2 separate regions of the Mus musculus genome follow, and region 2 is linked to region 1. Evidence: chromatin contacts called from public capture Hi-C data. All regions are on one chromosome and are shown on one strand. The core of a region is the stretch at or near the end of the contact, and the rest is flanking DNA. Distances in the headings are between cores, read along the strand shown.

What was found. Capture Hi-C pulls out chosen DNA fragments and counts their contacts.
Region 2: a capture Hi-C map of bone marrow-derived macrophages shows a contact between it and region 1, with 5 times the contacts expected there. The contact joins two enhancer-like sites. A contact is called at or near these places in 1 of 15 datasets of contacts at CTCF or cohesin (CD8 T cells), 1 of 484 Hi-C or Micro-C datasets (bone marrow-derived macrophages) and 1 of 9 other capture datasets (bone marrow-derived macrophages).

Annotation. Positions count from the first base shown.
Region 1 is chr1:60,537,645-60,542,201 of GRCm38.p6, reverse strand. All of the region lies in intron 1 of Raph1 (Ras association (RalGDS/AF-6) and pleckstrin homology domains 1), which reads left to right. Among named protein-coding and RNA genes, the nearest start is that of Raph1, 27 kb to the left of the region's middle. Within about 2 kb of position 2,696, at least 24 of the 459 cell types and tissues checked have an H3K27ac peak or open chromatin away from gene starts, as enhancers often do. A contact at or near this core is called in bone marrow-derived macrophages, where this site is marked.
Region 2 is chr1:60,620,425-60,624,916 of GRCm38.p6, reverse strand. No RefSeq gene overlaps it. Among named protein-coding and RNA genes, the nearest start is that of Gm38388, 23 kb to the right of the region's middle. Within about 2 kb of position 2,941, at least 34 of the 459 cell types and tissues checked have an H3K27ac peak or open chromatin away from gene starts, as enhancers often do. A contact at or near this core is called in bone marrow-derived macrophages, where this site is marked.

The DNA.
Region 1 (4,557 bases), core at 1,447-3,946:
TGACTTTGTTTCTTGACTAAATTATAACTTCCTTCTTGACCCTATTTTTTTTGTCTTTTTTCCTTTCATTATTCTAATATAATTTCAAACTTATAGAAAAGTTTTGACATTGCAGACATTTCCCATACTTTCTTTACTCAAACCCACCTGTTGTTACATTTTGCCTGGTTATCATTTCTCTTTTTCCATCTCCACCCACACACTTCCCACTCACTACATGTACACACGTACACACTTTTCTCCTTCTGTCTCCTGAAAACAACTTTGCAGACATTTTGCTCCTTTACACAAAAATCTTTAAAATTTTTCTCCCTGTATATTTCTTACACTATTTTATATAAGGACATATGTGGTATAGTGTATATTCTACATTGAGTATATTGCCTCTGAGACCTCCCTCTCCTTCGCTTTCTTACCTTTTTCCTTCCCCTTTAATCTCTGTATTCCCTTGAACAGTTAAGCTTCTGCTCCCGTGGTTTTATATACTTAATGATTTTATATATTCAATGTAAATTAAAATCCAGAACCACATATGAGAAAACAAATGATATTTGTCTTTCTGAAAGACTGGCTTAATTTGCTTAGTCTGAGTATCTCCAGTTACATCCATTTTCATGCAAATCACATAACTTCATTGTTCTTTACAGATGAAGAAATTTGGTTGTGTTTATATGTCACATTTTCTTTATCAGTTCCTCTGTTCTTAGGCAGCTTGGTTGGTTTCATACTTAGCTATTCTAAATAGAGCTGCAATAAACAATTGGCATGCAAATGTCTACATGATGTTGATTTGACATCCTTTGGGTAAATACCTGCTGGGTCTATTTTTAGTTGTCTTAGACACTCCTTGGTGATTTCCTTAGTGGCTGAAGTGGTTGATGTTCTTATCAACACTGTTGAAGGGTTCTCTTAGTCCCCACCACCTGTTTATTGTTTGTTTTCTTAATGGCTGTCATTCTGACTAGAGTGAAATAGAATCTGAGTGTTTTAATTCACATTTCTCTGATAGCTAGTGAGATGATATTTGTCTTTCTGAAAGACTGGTTTAATTTGCTTAATCTGAGATGAACATTCTTTCATACATTTTTTTGACCATTTCTATTTCATTTTTGAGAACTATCCTTTCATTTAATTTAGCCCATTGTCAAATACGTTGATTTCATGTTTAGTTTTTGTTTTTGTCTTCCTTTAGTTATCTGTATACTCTAGATATCCTGTTAGTTGTATAACTAGCAAAGATTTCCTCCCAGTTTTGTAGGCAGTCTCTTTCTTTACTGTGCCGAGACTTGCTGACCTCATGAGTTCCCATTCGCTTTAGGATAGGATTCTTTAGTTCTTTGTTTAAGCACTCCTATAATCAAGATCAGAAAATATGACATGGATTCATTACTGTGATTTTGTTCACAATAGATAGTAAATTTTATCTCTCATCCTAATGTTGTCCTTTATATTTAACCTTTGTCTATTTTATGTAGATCTAGGTTCCTACCTAAAATCCAACATCACATTTAGCTGTGTGTTCGTTCCTCTTACAATTCCTCAGCCTTTATGATTTTGAAAGTTATACGCCAGTTAGTTTTTTAAAAGTTTCAGTGGTTTGACTACTTTTTGACAGGAATACTATAGAATAGTGACTTCTGACTCATGTAATGTTGGCTTGCCTCAACATTGTGATACAGTGATCACTTGGTTAAGGCAGTGTCTTCCCATGTGGAGAAGTACTCTGAGAATACGTAGTCTTATTAAATTTCCGTTCTCTAGCTCTAGTGTGTTGATGATTCCCTTCCTTGATTAAAACAATAAGTTACTTTCATTTCTTTAAAAATTCAGTGCTGCTGGGCGGTGGTGGCACACACCTTTAATGGCAGTGCTTGAGAGGCAGAGGCAGGCCAATCTCAAGTTGGAGGATAGCCTGGTCAGAGCAAATTCCAGGACAGCCACGCCTACTCAGAGAAACCCTGTCTCAAATAAACAACAAAAACAAAACAAAACAAAAAACCCTCAGTGTTTGCTTATGATAACTAGAAAATCATGATTTCTTTTCCTGTCATTTCATCTATATTAACTACTTGGCATTCTGTGATAAGAAAGAGTGTTTATATCAGTATGGTCCTCTTATCCTCCACATATGCACCATTGCACATTCACTTACATACAATAAATAGTAAAGTAAGAATGTAATAAGAACTAAGAACAGATGCATAGAATTGCTCTCACAAAACTTAGTGAATGTGTGGAACATAAATTTCAAAATTTTTTATTATTTACTTTTAAATATGTGTATTAGTGTTTTGCCTCTATATATGTTTGTGCACTGTGATTGTACTTGGTGTCTGTTGGAGGTCACAAGAGGGTGTTGGAGCCCCTGGAACTGGAGCATTATTGATAGTTGCAGTCTCCAAAATGGGTGCTAAGAATTAAACTTGGGTACTCTGCAAGAGCAACAAGTGCTTTTAACCGTTGAGATATATCTCTAGCCCAGAACATTTAAAAGAAAACATCTAAGGAAAGAAAAAAATTAAAACAATCTTTATATTTCTAAGGCTATTAAATTCCCATTTTTCATTTAAGCAGTTTACAAGTTTCAGGATTTAGATCACAGCGAAACTAAATGTCCCGTATTAAAAGAATACAATGTAGCTTAGGAGAGGAACCACATAAACATAGCAGACTCTAGCCTGTTCTATGAGTCAACAGCCTCTTGTCATCTCATTCTCCATCCACTTTATACTGTGTGGTTTCCTATTTCCTTCATTTTGGGGCCTTTCATCTTTTTGTGCTTTGCTAAATGTAATATTCTCTCTCTCTCTCTCTCTCTCTCTCTCTCTCTCTCTCTCTCTCTCTCTCTCTGGCATGGTTGTGCATGGGTGTGTATGTGCATGCGTTTTTTACTTTGTAACAGTTGTATCTTGCTTAGTTGGAGGCACTCCTTGAATGTGGAAGTCTTCACATTCTATTTAGAATTACTTTAGAATTACTTATATTACAGCAGTATAGGAGGTGTTTCATTTCAACAAGTCACTTTTTAATAAGAAAGCTAATAGAAAATAACTGAAAATGAACAAAAATTGTCTGAAGGAGTAAACATTTACGTTGTAATAGAAGAAAATACTTAGGTATGTTATTTTTTTAACCCAATGATACCTAATTTCTTTATAGTATACTACAATATTATTCTAGTTTGTGCTGCCTTTAACCTAATCACAGCTACATAAAAATGCATCACTTGATTTCTTAAAAGTATCTGAAGCCAACAGTCATTTATATTTTAATTGTCAAACTTTAGAGGATATAATACCCGGAGGGACTTTAAAATTTCTTACCTCCTTGACATTAGTTTTTAGTAGGTCATAGACAAGTCATTTATATACTGTAAGTGTGTTGTGGGAAAAGTTATCTTAGCAGTCAGGAGCTAAGGAATACCACAAAGTCACACTGCACAACAAACCTCACACAAGAGATTTATTGGGAAAGACACAAGAAGATGGATGCCTCTGCCCAGGTGAAAAGCAGCAGAGAACTGAACAGGAGGCAGGCTTTATATAGGGCTTCTTGAGGGTAGAGCTTACCAGGGGATCTCCGATTGGAGAGATACTGTGGCCTGATCTTAGGGGGCGTTGCTTTGTTTTGTTTTCTGTGGTAGTTGTGGGGGTTGGCAGGGGGTTCAAGCTTTGAGGAGCTTACATATACTGACTTTTAGGTGGCTAGAGAAACAGTTTCATAGTTATGAACACTTAATCCTCTTCCAGAGGAACTGAGTTCAGTTCCTAGCATCCGCATCAAGCAGCTCACAGCCATCCATAACTTCAGCTCCAGGGAAATTTGACTACCTCTTTTAGCCTCCAAGTAGTCCTCACATATGAATAAACTTGTGCAGACACAGATATACATGTAAATGAAAATAAAACAAATCTTGAAACAAATAAACAACATATACCCCCAGGTACTTTTGATATATATCACAGCTAGAACATTGTCTTACAGGATAAATGTCTAACTCAATGGTTCTTAACCACCGTCTGGGTTGCATATTAGATATGCTGCATATCAGATATTTACTTTTTAATTCAGAATGGTAGCAAAATTAAAGGTATGAAGTAGCAAAGAAATAATTCTGTGGTTGGGGGTCACCACAATGTGAGGAACTGTATTAAAGGTCTCTGCATTAGGAAGGTTGAGAACCACTGGTCTAACTCTTTCGAATGGTATGTAGTTCTGCAGTTCCCTTGTCTCCAGCCTCCTCTTCTTCCATGAGTTTATACTTCACCTCAAGAACACTAAGCCACTTAGAATTCCCAGCATCCTTACTTTCTGATACCTTTATGCTCTTACACATAGTGATTCCTCTGCCTAAAACATTCGTATCCATCTCTCCCTTGTACATTGTCCTGTCTCACTGAAGTATCATCCCTTTCCTTTTTCCTTCTCAAACTGAGTTAAACTATACTCAACATACGTAGCCTTATACATAGCACTCACCAGTGTTTTTCTTTGCTGGTTTCTTGTCCTCCTACTAGGTATATATACTTGAGATTAAACTTCATTGTGTCCATCTGT
Region 2 (4,492 bases), core at 1,692-4,191, 82 kb before region 1:
GTCGGGTGCTCTTACCCACTGAGCCATCTCACCAGCCCCCCAGCATCCCTTTTAACCACCCTGCTTCTTTGAACAAAGTGAAGTTAGCTTCTTGGAGCTTTGATTTTCTCACTTAAATGGTGAAAACAATGTGTTTCTGGTTTCCCACCCAGTCAACATAAATTAAACAGAAAGAGTAAAGGGTCTTTGAGAACTGTAAGTCTCTGTAAAAAGTTTTCCTTTATTCCCATGTGAATCTTCCAAATATCTGAAGACATCTGGTTGGCCCTTTGGTCTTTGTGAGTGTGATAGTTCTGTTTTTGTTTTTGTTTGTTTTTGTTTTTTAATCTGGGACAACTGTCCTCAACAGAAAGCTTTCCACTTGACAACTTCTTTTTTTAAGCTTAGCACTCAAAATGACAGCCCAGAGATATGTAAGGATATAATCTCTTAGGCACTGTGAAAGTGTTCCCCTGTCAATAAAAAGCTGAATGGCCAATAGCAGGGCAGGAGAGAAAAGGCGGGACATACAGGAGAGAGAGGAATGCTGGGAAAGATTCGGGCTCAGGCACAGGAAGATTCAGCACTCAGAGTAAGTCAGAAGTGTGAAACTGAGGAGAAGTGACTAACCCGCCACGTAGCAAGTATAAATGAGATAACTGAGTTATGAGCTAAGTGGGAAACAATGCCTACCTTAAGATCATAAGCCCTGTAAATAAATGTAAGTCTTCATATCGTTATTCGGGAATTGGGGCAGACAGAGAAAAAGCTAGGTGTTACAATAATACAACTAACAAAGGATGAAGGATGTGATTTGAGGTCATCCCTGCCCACCCTGACCTCAGGCTGCTCACAGAGCCCTTCTATTTTTACCGCCTTGGGTTACACCATGGCCCTTATGGCCTCTTCTATACAGTAAGTTGGGGTCAAATAACAATTTGCTTTTCCTTTTTTAAACAGACTTTCTTTTTAAGAACAGATTTTGGTTACAGAGATCTCCCATACACACCTTGTCCCCACCACACTTCTAAGACTTGGGTGGTTGTTGTTGTTGTTGTTTTGGGGGGTTTTTTTGGGTTGTTGTTGTTGTTGTTGTTGTTCTAACATGAACTGCTATCAAAGCTGATTCAGCATTTCCTGGGTTCATTTAATGTTAGGGCACACATCCACAAACAGTTCTATGTTTATGCCAAATGAATTCATCTCTGTTGAATTTCATCTCATTGCTATCAGCTCGCTGTCAAGAAAAAGGAGGCTGCCACATTATCCTTCTGCTGCCTTGACCTTGTGTACTGAATGGGCCTTTGGGCAGTGGAATGACTTCTGTGAAGTTTCAAAATGTTCAGTAAACATAACTACTTGGAGGAAGATATGTGCTCTGCAGAAGGAAGTCTCCCTAACCAAGGTCCATAACGATCATTCCTGTGGTGAGAAAAGCTTGTTTTAATAAAATTAAGATGATTACTCTATCGAAGTATTTTTAGCATTAATAGATGTTTCCATTTCTAGAGAGCTACAAATATAATTGCACTCCCAGAGTTTGAAAATGTCTTTATTCTGATCATTTTACATGTTTTTTTTTTAACTAAAATACTTGCTCAATAAAACACCACCTACAAATTCATACTCTCTATCATGTAAGACAGGAGTGATGAAACCCCACCAAAGGAAAAGCCAATCATTACTGATAAAGAAAAAATTCAAAAAGACTTTCTCTTCTGCCTCTTTCTAGATATCAGGCCATGGAACTCATATCTACAATGCAATAATACAATCAGGAATCCTTCCTATGCAAGTTGCAAACCTGTTGCTGAAACTTAAGGGAGTGGGTGAGTGGGACAGAGACATAGGAAGTGGAATTTACTGGCTTGTGTGCAATTAGATCATCCAGAGACTGGTGAGGTGGTTCAGCAAGTGTGTTAGTCATGACTCTCAGAAAAAACAGAACTGATAGAATATACATGCATACGCACACATACTTACATACATACATACATATTTACATATACATGTGTGTTTATTAGATTGACTTGCATCATGTGGTCCAGGTAGTTCAACAATGGCTGTCTCATAATAGAAAAGTCAAAAAGTTGCTTAGTCCTTGAGGCTGCTTGTCTCCTGCTATTCCAATCTGGTGCCGGAGTCCCAGAAGATTCCTGGAGAGCTGCTGGTCTCAGTCTGTGTTGGAATCCTGAAGAAGCTTGATTTCTGTCAGCCACAGCAATGGGGTAGATAACTTGTCAGCAAAACTGAAGTTTCCTTCTTCCTTGTCCTTTAATGGCGTAGATTTAGGGTGAGTCTTCCTGCTTCAAACAATCTGACTAGGAAAATCCCTCATAGGAATGCCCAACGGAGTGAGTGTTAGTTGATTCCAGATGTAGTCAAATTGACAACCAAGATTAGCCATCACACAAGGCGAATGCCCCTGCTGCCAAGCCTGATAGCCTGAGTTCAATCCCTAGGACACACATGACTTCAAATTACTTTCTAACATTCACTCACATGCTGTAGTACACACACAGACACACACAGACACACACACACAGTAATTAAATACATACATACATACATACATACATACATACATACATACACAAACATATTTTAAAATACCCAGAAATTTACCTCAGCAGTGCTATTCCTGGGCATGAAGACTATAATAACAGAAAGGCTTTATTTTATTTTATATTTTCTTTTTCCCTATATTAGGCTTCAAATTTTCAAATTTCTTTGTTTATTTTTTTTTCCAGCCCCAAACAATATTTTGCTCAGACTGGAAAGCTCTCGTGCTTTTCCTTTCACAACAGTGCTGTTTGAAGGTGTTATTCAGACTTAATATTCTTTAGACTCCAACCCTCATTTCCTCTGCTGGCCTTTCCCACCTGAGTTCTAGGCCAGCACTCCTGGATCTTAGTAACCAGCAATAAGGAAGTAAACACAGTTTTTGACTCAGCCACGCCTGACTCAGTCTGCTGCTCATTGTTCCCCCTGAGAAGCAGAGGAGAAAGAACTGAGGAAACACAGAGGCTGAGCCTAGTGGTGTATGCCCAGAATCCAGGTAGTTCACTGAGATATACACTTCGGATACTGAGGCAGTAGGACTGCTACAAGTTCAAGGCTAGCCCAGCCTATAAGGTGAGATCCTGTCTCAAAACTTAAAAGAGAAGAAGCAAAAAGTCTTCATTATTTAGCTGGTTCCATTTTATTTAGCCATTGGTGTCCTCTGTTGGGAAAGGTATTCGTTTGTCAGCTGACCCTCTTTTGTAAAGAATTTATGGCTTTCCTTTAGAAAAAAACTCAAAACGAGAGCTGGAGAAATGACTCATTGGTTAAGAGCCCTGGCTGTTCTTCCAGAGAACCTAGATTCAATTCCCAGCATCCATCCACAAAGCAGATGATAACTAACTCCTGGGAGACCTAACACTGTCTTCTGGCCTCCAAGGGCACTAGGCAGGCACTTGGTGCACAGACATACACGCAGATGAAACACCCATACACCTTTTAGAAGTTATTTTAGGAAGTACACTCAATCCTTCAAATAACCAACAACAGCTTTCTTTTCTTCCAGGTAGGTTTTAGTCTACTGTGGACCATTGATCCTCGCTTATCTTTGTTTAGGTAATAAATTCCTCAGACAGCTAACACTCTTAGGCAGTATTCTCTACAGGATACTTTTACTGTTCTCCGGTCCACCTGTATTACTTTTATTGCTGTGATGAAATGCATGATGAAAGCCAATTAAGGAAGGGCTCATAGTCTGAGATGCAGATCATCATATTGAGGACAGAACTGGTGGCGTAAGCATGAGGCTGCTGGTCACATTGCTTCCACAGTCAAGAAGCATAGAGAAATGTCCCCCATAGGCTCGGCGTCTAAACACATGCTGGTGCTATTTGGGGAGGTACCAGAGATACAACATCACTGGAAGCATCACCCCACTTCTAGTTAGACTTCTGCTTCCTGATGTGACCTCTCTGCTTCTGGTTCTTGCTGCCCTGTTTACCATTTGCTGCCAGAAAGGTCTCTTAGCTTTCTTTCTTCAACTGTATGTCAAAGTAAACTTTTTCATAACTCACTTTTTTGGCATGGCATTTTATCATAGAAGCACAAAAGTAACTAAATGCAAAGATTAATGTTGGTTCTCAGCTCATTTCCTCATTTTCATTCAGCCCAGGATCCAAGCCCATGGGAAGAAATGGTTCGTTAAGTAGGTCTTCTCTCTTCAACTAAGCCTTCCCGAAAATACCACCCCAAGAGTGAATCCAGCCAGTCTCATGCCTAGGCAAAGAGATGGATACCATGCTCTGCTTACAGACTTCAAAGAACAGAAGTCAAATTCACAGAAGATCGCATAAATATGATCATGGATATTCACAGCCACGATCTTTACAGTACTCCTGTACTAATCAGCCTCCTGCTACTGTAACAAAGTGCCTGAGATAGTTGACTTAGACAAGAAACAATTTTCTTAGCTCATGGGTTTTGACACTCCAGTCTATCATCAAGTGGTCCC